2 separate regions of the Mus musculus genome follow, and region 1 is linked to region 2. The links are chromatin contacts, called in public Hi-C maps. All regions are on one chromosome and are shown on one strand. Each heading gives the region's core, a stretch centred on a gene start, on an enhancer-like site or on the middle of the called end of the contact. The rest is flanking DNA. Distances are from core to core; before and after follow the strand shown.

Region 1 (5,501 bases), core at 121-2,620, 290 kb after region 2:
ATAGAAACAGCTGCATTGGCTCCTGCCAGGTCCTTTCCAGCAATAAGAAACGTTGTCTCAGGAGGCAGATACCATTTGAGAAAGTACAGAGCATAGGACATCTTGGGGACCCTATTATTTGGGGATGAGGGAAGACCAGACTGAACCTGAAAAGCAAAGAAGAGAGCATGAAGAGGGAGTATGAATCTAATAATCAAATTCAAGCTGCTAAGTGTTTCTAGGATTTTTATTCTAGGGTTCATTTTCTTTTTTCTGTTTTTTAGGGGGGGTTGTTTGTTTGTTTGTTTTCTGAGGCAGGGTTTCTCTGTGTAGCCCTGGTTGTCCTGTAACTCACTCTGTAGACCAGGCTGGCCTCGAACTCAAAAAATTGCCTGCCTCTGCCTCCCAAGTGCTGGGATTAAAGGCATGCGCCACCATTGCCCAACCCCTCAGGTTCATTTCCTGACTTGCATTTACTTAGGCCTGAGAGTGGTACTGTGGATATGATTGTTGGATGTTTGGGAGAAACACAGTTAATCTTACTTTTGTAGTTCAAATTATTTTTCAAAATTACTCACAAAGCTCACAGTCGTAGTCCCGATTCCTAAGTTGCAGTGGCTTCTTTAAGAACTACATGGTGTGGGTTTTCCTTTTGTATGGGATGTTTTTCCATTACCTTTCTTGTTCAGGGCAGGGCACTGCAGAATGAGATCCTTAGTCCTAGAAAGCAAGCCATCTGCCTTGTGTAGTACCTGAAATAGACACTGAATTATGGTGGTTCTCCTGTGTAACTTTGACAACTGCACAGCTTTTCTCCTTAAAAAGAGGCAATGCCAAGTCCATGGATGATTTTTTTTATATATACTATAATTGCATCTCCACAAACACAGGTGACAGATGACAGTGAAAGCTTCTGTTGGGACTAGTGCTGTTTTCAATGCAGAAGCTACGCGCTGGGTTTCTAACACGGAGATGGTATTGATCCAAGCCTTTGCAGTTGATCATCCAGGGTTTCCTTGTGTTATGCTTCTTCCTGCAGTTTCTGCTTCTCTGTGAAAACCAAAGTATCATGTAACCAGGATTGTAGGGTGGAGTGTGAGTGCGGCTTTAAAATATGCAGAATCCTTTCCAACACATCGGGCATTTACAAAAAAAAAATGTTTTTCACGTTGGGGATTGAATTCAGAGACTCGTGCTTGCTAAGCACACCCTTAGCCCCGCTAACTTTTAAAGAACTGATACCAAGGACCTCTGAGAGACAAAAAAAAAAAAAAAAAAAAAAAAAAAAAAAAAAAAAAAAAAAAAAAAAGCTGGGTGGTTTTGGAATTTTCTATGTGAGTGTTCTGCCACCTGCTGGAAAGGGCTCAGCAAGTTCTGAGAGCTGAGAAGCAAAGAAGCTGGTGCAGTTCTGGGCCCTCTTCCTCTCCACCCGGGCCCACTCCCAAGGCTGGCAGATAATAAAGCCTACAGTCTCTGTGCGGTTGGTTTCCTATCGACTCTCACAGGCTGGGAGCTGGTTACCCCACAGGGATTTCTCCTCTGACTTGTGTTGAGCTCGCTCTCCCAGCTCAGGCCTGGGCTGCTTCGCGAAGGGTCCTCACATCATCTTCAAGCTTCAGAACGCCAGGGATCCAGTGTGTTGCCTGGTGTTCCCTGTTTGCTTTGGTTTAAAGTGAACACAAAACAAAATATCTAATCCAAGTTAGGCACTACGTAAGCAGGAGGGCCAACTGACCCACTGAGAAAAGATATAGCCTCTTTCTCTCTGTAAGGATTATAGTCTCCCTACTCCTGAGTGCCAACACGGCTTCTTATTAAGTGATGCAGATCAGAGGCGTAAAGTACCATCCTCTAGACAAACTGCTGCAGCCTTCCTGAGATAAGCCTTACCCATTGCTAGCGTGCACCACCGAGGGCTGTTGTCATCACTTCCTAGAAGTGATGGATAGTCGTTGAACTCTCAGTAGTGCGTCCGGCCACTTTCCCCAGTCGTTTACAAACAGTTCTGCTCTAATTGCATGTGGCCTCAGCGTCTGGGAAAGGCTGAGGCATACAAGCTGGGGTAGATTAGGGAAGGGAGTGTCCATCCAGCAGCTATGAGGAAGCCACCATCCATGTTGCGTGAAGACTTTGCGGTGTGGCTGCTTTGGGGCTGCTGTCAGTGTCCCTTTACTCATGCTGTACACATAAGTCCCATCAACGTTCTGGTCCCCTGAGGTCAAATTTAGTGGACTCCAAACTTTGATTTGTCATTGAGATTTGGGGTGTGTGTAGGGTAGACATTTACATCTTTCTCAGGGAAGGAATTTTGGTGACAAGAATTAAAAATGTTCATTTTCCTGGCCAAAGAAAATGTTAGTAGCAATAAATCAAACTCCTTGCAAATGTTTCCCGATCTATAAAATCTCCAAATTTGGGCAAGCACAGTTTTTAAACCCTATGGTCTCAGCTTTTCTTTCATGTGACAACTTGTGAGAAAAAAAAGTGGGGTCAACAATTCTCAGTTGTGACTTCCATCTTTTCCCTGGAAAATTCGCCATAGAATTTTCTGTGCTGTGACCCACATAGGAACACAAAAATAAAAGCACAGTGGAATGAGGGTAGCGTCTCCTCACTAACTGGGTCGCTGCTTCCTAGACGGATCTTGTCTGTAGTAAATGCTTGGCCTGATTTCACCGTCCTTCAGGTCGTTTACTTTCTCTGGAGTTCTGGCAGGAGGATGCCCTTCCTGGATGGATGTGTGTATGCTCCTCCCATGGGGAAAACTTAGATTTTTTTGGCAGCCAGGCCCTCAAAGCAACTGGGACAGGGTGTGGAGGCCCAGCTTTGTCGCCCTATTGAAATTTCTCAAACACACAATGCTTTGGAAATATTTTTTACACAGGAGTACAGCATTTTAATATCTATGATTAGCTGAAAAAATAATAGCTACTAAATGAATAAAACTGACTTTATTATTAAGGAATATCATTATGAATTTCCCCCAAATGTTTTGAAGCTTTAATTCAGGCAACCTGTGACAATTAAAAGGGGAAAAAAGAAGACCTACCCTGGCTGAGGCAGGTATGGTAGGTGGCTTCATGTAACCAGAACTGAAAATTGGTAGTAGAGAAAACCTGAATTAAAACTTACTTTAAAATTAACTTTAAAGAGGGTAGATGATGTGATCGGAGTAGGTGGGGGCTGAGAAAATTTGTACTTAATCCAGAAAGTCACAAGGTGACTTCATTGTAAATAGATGGTCCCAAGGAATAAATGGGTTTTTGTTTGTTTGTTATTGATAACAGTTTCTGAACAACCGGAAGCCATCAGAATCTCAGAGATTGGAGTCTTATGGACACACACAGAAGTTGTACCCTCAAGGCCACATGAAGAAGGTAAAGAAGGACCCCCGATTTACATACATGGGACACACTGTTACAATTATGTTCAAGAAGTGATCTCATTAAGCTTTTGCAACTTAGCTGAGAACTCAGCAGATCTGTATCATCTGGGAAATATTTTAGACTTTTAAATATTTTCAAAGAAAGGCATTAAAGTGAAGAAAAAAAATTCAACAGAAACAAAAGTTTGCAGGGGTTGCCTTGTAGCCAAAATTTTGATAAAGATGGGTATTTTCCTACCCATCTCACCCCAGTGGTAGAGCTGATAGAATTAATTTGCTCTAAATCCTCTCTTGCTAAAGGTGACCAGGCAGGGGCTGGGGAGAAGGCTCAGCAGGTAAAAGCACTCGCCTCCAAGTCTGGCGACCTAAGTTTCACCTTCGAAACCAAATGGTAGAAGCTGAGAACTGGCTTCCATAGGGGAGCCCTCTGACCTCTACAGGGGAGCTGTGCCATGCATGACTCCCTCACAATAAACAGAGCCAATGTAATGATGGTTTTCTTTAGCAGGTGACCAGATAGAACTTGGCCTGTTAACAAAGTCATGCCAAGTTGTATTACCTGGAATTCTTCCCTTCTCTTCAGTCTTCCTTGTATTAAAGAGCTGATGGCATCTCAACATCACTTACATCTTAAAATCCCAGTTTCAACAACAACGGGAACTGTGAATTCCCTAGGAAGATTAGGAAGAAGACAAATACGGAAGCTGCACCTTTATTTCCCCGGGTCACAGTCTTCTGTTAGTGACCCCATATGTGTTTCTTTCCCTGTGGGGTTTAGTCCTGCCATCCCACTTGTCTTTCGAAATACCTACTAAACTGAGTGGCTAGAGTAAGTATGCTTCCATCTTAACATGGGAGGAGGTGTTTTCTTGTCTCTCTTTCCCTCAGTCATGGATCTTCTGGCCATACGGAAGCATAAATGTCAACAACTTTCTGTATGCTCAGTGTGTCATGTGAGTAATTCATTCTTCAGTTGGTTTGTTCTTTGCTTTCCAGGTAAGGGAAGCATCTTATAGATGCTGTTACAGTCGGAATCTGAAATGGCTTCCACATCCTCACTTTGCAAGAACTTGACCTCAGGCTCATGGTGTTATTTTGGAGACTGTGGAGCTTTTTAGGAGTTTGGGGCCTGGTTGCAGGACTAATAAGTCCTTAGTGTGGGCCTCTGAAGGTCATAGGTCATACCACCCTTGGTTCTAGTCAAGTTCTCTTCTCATGGTCTACTGCCCTGTGAACAATTGTCTGCTACACACTCCTGACACCATGACCTCCGCCATGTGTCCTTATGACAAGAGAACAAAACTTCTGAAATGGTGAGACGAAATAAGCTTTCTTCCCATAGGCTGTTCCAGTCCTGTAGGATTGACATACAGGTATTTTAAAAACGTGAGAGTTTACATAGCAAGTGAATGGAGCTTAGAACTGATACATTTCTGACTTCCTGACTTATGTCTGAAACTATCCAGCCTGATAGCAGTATGCTGCCAAGAAAGCAGCTTTCCCAGGCTGTTGGGCTCAGCTGCCATCAGCAGGGGTTCAGTCTCCTTACTCTGCTCCACTGCTAGCACTGAGAGAAGCAAGGGGCTAACTTAGAGGTCCCGGGAAAGAGCCCAGGAGAGGCCCCAGGGACTGGCTCTCAAACTCAGGATCATCTGCTGTCTGCAAGGCCCTCCTCTAAGATGTCTTGGAATCACATGGCACAGTAGTGAGCAGACTTTCTATATAAAGGTGCAGAAAATAGGAGCTCAATAATTGTCCACTGCCTAGCTAGGCAAGCAGGAAGCCTCAAAATGAACATGCCTGCCCAGTGTGCCACAGGTCATCCCCTAGGCTGAACATGCCTGCCCAGTGTGTGGTTCAGGTCACCCCCTAGGCTCTACTTCCACCATCATCTCTTCCCCCTTTTGATGTCTTGGGAAAAGTCTAAACTTTTCTTTACAAAAAAAAATCAACACTAAAACCTTTGGCTGCCCAAGTCAGGCTGTCATTAGGTTTTGGATGACTTAAAGGCGCAGAAAAGACAGGTGAGGTTGGCTTGAACTCTCCTCTTTTGGCATCCAGGAGACTCAGACTCCACAGAAAACCCTTAAAACCAATATCAGCCTTTTTTTCAGACCTCACTGGAGAAGCTGAGGTA
Region 2 (6,054 bases), core at 3,148-5,647:
TCCTCCTCATCAGGAGGGAGTCATTCCACATCTAATTACTGCCAGGCAGAGGCACATGGCACTTGGTCAAGCCAGTCCTGAAGCTAAGGAGTTGTTTTCTTTTTAAGATTTGTTTTTGTTTATGTGTGCATGTGTCTGGATGGGAATATGTGCACAGCAGTGAGGGTACCCACAGAGACCAGGAAGTATCAGATTCCCTGAAGCAGGAGTTAGAGGAGGTTGTCATCTACCTAGTGCGTGTGTGGGACCAAACTCAGTTATGAGCAGAACAAGCTCTTTGACTCTAATCCTTCACTCCAGCCCCAAGAAATGTTCCTAACATATATATTCCGCAGGGAAAATGGAAGATCTAGGATTCACTCTTTTATAAGTGGAACGGCCCTTCATGAGTATAAAAATGTAGACTTGTTCCAAGATGGCTTCCCCTTCTCACTCTTGCCTCTAAGAAAAGCAGCCCTGAAACTGAAGTCCACTCTCCCTCCTCCCAGCCTGGCAGGCCCTGTGTCCTCCACTGGTCAGAAAAGGGCTGCCTGCAAAGTCACACTTTCTGCAGTCTTCAGAGCAGGTGCCGGTCATTTCTGGAGAGCCCAGTGCTGTCCTGCTTGGAGCTTTGCTGACAGTCATGGTTTCTCTGGAGTATGGACCAGGCCAGAGGCCTCCTTTGATTGGCACTTCCTTTATTAGCTGGGAACATTGAAACAATAGGCCCTTCTACTGCATGCCAGCATTTGGTGTTTGGCCTGCAAGTGTCTCTTGGTGACCTTTATTTGCATTGGCCTGCAGATAATAGTCAGTTTCCTTAGTGAGGAGGAGGTGGGAGGAGGTAAGGGCACATGTGACGTCTAAGTATTAACTGTGAGGACTTAAGTATAGGATGTACGGCAGGCTCTGGCAGCCTCGGTTCCGCTGCCTTTTATGAAAGGGACAAAGACTGTGTCATTAGCTACCCTAGCCAGCCACTGGGCACTGATGGTTCAAAGACTGTAGAGATTAAACAAACAGTGTCTTCGAGAAGTCTGCAGAACAGGGCTACACCTGATAAATCAGGGAGGGGTGAAGCCTTACCTGTTGCCAACCGGCAGCCTATAGATGATTTTTCCCTGGCCTTCACAGAGTTAAAGATATTTAGTTAACTGCAAGCATTTCAATATCAGGAGAAGACATCATATTTTTTATGTAAAGAAAAAGGTCACTTTCTAGCTCCCTGAGAAAGCTGAGGCTTGGTGGGTACAGTAGCCAGGTGCTGACTGGCAGCCACTCCACCCCCTTATTTAGGGAAGCAGGTACTTCCTGCTGTCACAGCCCGATGTCCTCTTTCCCCTGGATTGTTCCTGTGAGCACAGAAGCTCACTGGTGTTTCTCCCTTCTTTAAAAACAATCATCAGACTCTCCCTACTGCACATCCCCAGCCCGGCCCCAGCTGCTTTCTTCTCTGCCTCCGGAGCTCAAAAGAGTTGTGCACATGAAGTAAGCATCCGTTGCTCCCACTCTCCATAGCATCGTCTGCATCTAGCTGTGGCCCACGGACTCCACCCTGCTGCACAGCACACCTGGGAGCTGTCTGTGATGTGGCAACTCCATCTTTCAGACTCCTGCCCTTGCTACCCCTTAACTTAGTAAGGTTCGGTCTGGGCATGGCCCCCATCTCTCCCTTCTCCCATCATGATGGTCTACAGCAGGCTTTGCAGAGCCTGCTGAGCCCTGGTTCCTTTCTCCAGCACAAGCTATAGATCCAGCTGCTCATCAGATACTCCTCTCTATGTCTCCTAAGCCTCGTGATCTGACAAGTCCACACCAACCTCTGCGTTTCCCCCTCTGGTGGCTTCGGTGAGTTTCTCCACTGTCACACTCTGCTTCTCTCCTCCCATTCTCTGCCTGGGGGCAGTATGCTGTCTTCCACTCTCTGGTTTCTGCCTTAACAAATGCAGATCCCAGGAGAGAGTCCAGGTGTTTATTATTTAGCACAGCCGTCTCCACAGGCTTCTCTCCTGTCTGGATTTCCTCAGTGTCCTTCAAGCCTTGGGCCAGTCACTGTTGCTGTATTTAGGATATTATCTTGGGGCTTGCTTATCCACACCCATGTAAAGGGCCCCTTCCTTATGCCCTCTAAATGGAATAGACTCAAAGACCCAGAAATAAACCCTCATACCTATGGACACTTGGTATTTGATAAAGAAGCCAGAACCATACAATGGAAAAATGAAAGCATCTTCAACAAATGGTGCCGGTATAACCTGATATCTGCATATAGAAGAATGCAAATAGAACCTTATCTACCACCCTGTCCAAGCTCAAGTGGATCAAAGACCTCGTAAAACCAAACACACTTAATCTAGTAGAAGAGAAAGTGGGGGACTGCCTTGAAATCATTGGCATGGAAGAGAAATTCCTGAACAGAACACCAATAGCTCAGGCACTAAGATCAACAGTTAATAAAAATGAGACCTCATAAAACTTAAAAGCTTTTTCAAGGCTAAGGACACTGTCAATAGGACAAAATGGCAGCCTACAGAATGTAAAAACATCTTCACCAACCCTAAATCTAACAGAGGACTAATATCCAAAATATATAAAGAACTCAAGAAATTAGACATCAACAAACCAAATAACCCAATTAACAGATGTAAACAGAATTCTCAGCAGAGGAATCTTGAATGGCTGAGAAGCACTTAAAGAAATGTTCAATGCACTTAGTCATCAGGGAAATGAAAATCAAAATGACTCTGAGATTCCATCTTACACCGACTAGAATGGCTAAGATCAAAACCTCAGGTGACAGCTCATGCTGACAAGGATGTGGAGCACGGGGACACTCCTTCATTGGTGGTAGGAGTGCAAATTTGTACAAGCACTTTGGAAATCAGTTTGGTGGTTTCTCAGAAAATTGAGAATAATTCTACCCCAGGACCCAGGTACACCACTCCTGGAGATATACCCCAAAGTCATCTTCATTTGTGTACTATCTGTTGCCTGGTGAGTATACCACATGTGGTCACCCTTTCTAATTGAAAAGGCGGTACAAAGAATGGCTATGCACTGAATAAGGACAGTTAGATACACAGGTCCATCATTTCCTTTTGCTGGAAGCCTGAGGGAAAGGTAGAGCCAGCCTGCTCATCCCAAGATACATCTGTGGTGAGACATTTTCCCAGGACAAGTGAGAGCGCAGACGTCAGTGCACACAAGCTGAGAGTGTGTGAGCCTCCAACATGGGTTCTATAGTACTAGTCCGCATGCTGCATCCCAGGCTAAGTGATCCACTCCTGCCTAGAGAGTGAACACTAAGTTGTAATTCAGAGAAAACATCAAAGAAGTCTGTGAACTGCGTCCCTGTGTCTTTCCCACCATGGTTTACAATGAGAGTGTAGTAGAGGCCCTCACATCTCCATAATTTGAATTATGGGCACTGACTAGCTGCCTAAGACATAAAATACTATTAACTTATCTGCACGCAGAACGAACAGATCACTAAAGTCTAAGATTTGCATCCTTGGGGGTTCGTTCCAGAATTATGCTTTCTAGTAGAAATAACAGAAATATCCTGTTATAGAGTAATACTTAGATAACTGATACGTCTATAATATCTCAGGAGGTTTTATGTACACACCTTGGGCTCACTCTGTTATACTGACTCAATTGTGGGTTCTCTTTTAATTCTTTTCTAACAGTACCATGAAGGTTGATACTAGAATTGTCTGAAAAGGCAGCTGGAGTTTAGAGAAGTTAAGTATACTTGTTAAGGTAAACCAATACTGTAACAAACCCATATTATTATTACTAATTAATAAAATCCCATTGACAGAAACATTGGAACCAAAGGTGGATTTAGTTTCCACTCCATACACGGATGACCCCAAGTCCTTGACAAGAGTCAACAGGAGCAGCAAGTTCTCTTAACCAGTGAGACATCCATCGCGCCAGTCTCCTTAATTTGGTGGTTTGTGCTAGGATCATTTCCGTCTTCTTCAGATGTGCTCCAGCTCCAGTTATGCTTGCCTCTATTTTACAGCTCTGCAAGCTTGTCTTTTAAGCATGCAAATATGCTTATATTGCTTCTTGGCTTACAAGTTCCAGTAAGTTCCATGAATAAAAGTCCGCACGCTTGGCTAATACAGGCTCCGAGGAATGCACACCTGTCTGCCCTTCTGCTGGGCCTTTTAGTAAACCCCAGACAGCTTTCTGAATGCCTCACTCCCTTCTTTACCTTCCTGGCTTTGCCTGGACTATGTATTTCCTGCTTCTCCGCTTGTCTGAATTACATGCATCCTTCGAGAGCCATCCAAGCTGTATCTTTTCCTAGAAGCCTTTCCTGACCACCTCCAGCTAGCACTAACTGGCCCTTTGATTCACTTAGGGATTAGTCAAAGCTAACAGCAGTCAGCTGCAACTGCTTAGCTAGCTTTAAGAAAAGCCAGTCAGTGGGGAGGATTAGGTGCCCATAAAATCACTGCAAGTGTGGGACGGCTGAAGGCAGCTTCTAAGAGCAATTCCCAAGTTCACACTGCAGAGCTTGCCCACCAAGGGCATATGCCTCTGCCACAACTGGAACTCTAGAAAACACAGAAGGCATGAAGGGAGAAGTTCACATGGCCTCTGCTAAGGTCTTCATCAGCATGGTACCCAGAGCTGGGGCCTAGGCACTGGCACTACCACTACTGAAAAGTCAACAGCCTGAATGGACAATGGGCTCAGTTTCTCACTGGTTGGCTCAGTCTTCCAGTCTTTTCTACTGCTTGGCATTGGCAAGGTCCATACATGATGCTGCAAGGAACCTAGAAATTCTGTCATTCCTTTTCTGGTCCCTACCTCAGGGAATGTATGCTAGAAGGGTGTTGAAAGGAAAGGGAGCCGTGGAGAGAGCCTCCTACTCTCCTCTGATCTCCTGCCATCATGAATGTGGTTCTGTGGTGTTACCTTCTGCTCACTGTCCCCTTAATTGCCTAATTACCCCTTGGTCTCATTGATAGGACTGTAACCTTCTTGCAGGCAAAAATTATTCTTGTCCATCTGTGAATTGTACCTGGCACATGATAGATTCTCAGCAAGTATTTGCCAAATAAATAAATGAACAAGATATATTATCAGTATCTTAGAATTTTCCTTTTCACTAGCAAAGTACTCTTATAAATCCCTCACCACACAAACTCCTCCCAGAAAGCTCTTGTCATCTCTCCCATTGTGACACCCTCATACTGAGCTCTGTGGTTTTGCTCCACTCTGCAGCACCCATGAGTATCACCCCTATACCCACCTTCCTAACTCAAACCTCACCATCCCTCTCAGAGCATCTAGTAGCTAATGTTTCCTTCAGGAAACATGCAAATACCTAGGTGTAACATTCATATTATTATTCTCCCTGTCCATCATGGCTTCAGTTAATACCACTATCTGTGCTGGCTAAGGGACCTGGCTGCTGTGTTGGCTCCAGTTTCCTAACCTTATTCATTTTGGAGATCTGACTTAAATGCCCTTATTCTGCATGTGGTTGCTATACCTGCTATTTAACTCCACTACTCCACATCCAATCAGCCCTGCTTTTTACAGTGTTGGGTAGGGTGTTGGAGCTCCACAGAAGTGTTTCTAGACCCTCTAAAGGGAATAGAGGAAGACCAGCAACCAACATTCTGCCCTCCTGCATCGTCCTTCAACCAGCACAGCTCTGCTCAGTAGGGTTCACCTATTTCCTTCCAGTTTTGTTAACAGAAGGGTTTATATTTCTATGGAAAAGAGAAAAATACTTTTAATGGAAGCTTGGGTGAATGGGTGTGTGTGTGATGGCCAGAAATTATGTCTGCTGTCTTCCTCTATAATGCTCTATTTTTTAACCCAGGGTCTCTCACTACCCCTGGAGTCTGCTGTCTCCTAGCCTGGCTGGTCAGCAAGTCCCCAGCATCATCCTGTCTTCTTCCTCCCCTCAGTGCTGGGACTGTGGGTGCCCCAACCCATGCCCAGATTTTACATAGGTGAGAGGGATGAAAACTTGGGTCTTGATACTCCACCCCACGATTCTATCTTCACTGATCGTAGTGTCCTTTTTTCATGGTACTGGGAATT

What was found. A called contact is a pair of places that touch in the nucleus more often than the background predicts.
Region 1: a contact with region 2 is called in a Hi-C map of rod photoreceptor, with 2.7 times the contacts expected there. The contact joins two enhancer-like sites. A contact is called at or near these places in 1 of 15 datasets of contacts at CTCF or cohesin (the NIH/3T3 cell line), 4 of 484 Hi-C or Micro-C datasets (embryonic stem cells, granulosa cells, pre-hematopoietic stem cells and 1 more) and 1 of 115 datasets of contacts at active chromatin or transcription factors (embryonic stem cells).

What each region holds. Positions count from the first base shown.
Region 1 is chr12:52,636,676-52,642,176 of GRCm38.p6, forward strand. Gm35239 (a long non-coding RNA gene) reads left to right here. Exons shown (of 7, transcript XR_001780617.2): 4 at 3,267-3,356. Among named protein-coding and RNA genes, the nearest start is that of Gm23296, 35 kb to the left of the region's middle. Within about 2 kb of position 1,371, at least 55 of the 459 cell types and tissues checked have an H3K27ac peak or open chromatin away from gene starts, as enhancers often do. A contact at or near this core is called in rod photoreceptor, where this site is marked.
Region 2 is chr12:52,346,069-52,352,122 of GRCm38.p6, forward strand. No RefSeq gene overlaps it. Among named protein-coding and RNA genes, the nearest start is that of Gm40423, 12 kb to the right of the region's middle. Within about 2 kb of position 4,398, at least 1 of the 459 cell types and tissues checked has an H3K27ac peak or open chromatin away from gene starts, as enhancers often do. A contact at or near this core is called in rod photoreceptor, where this site is marked.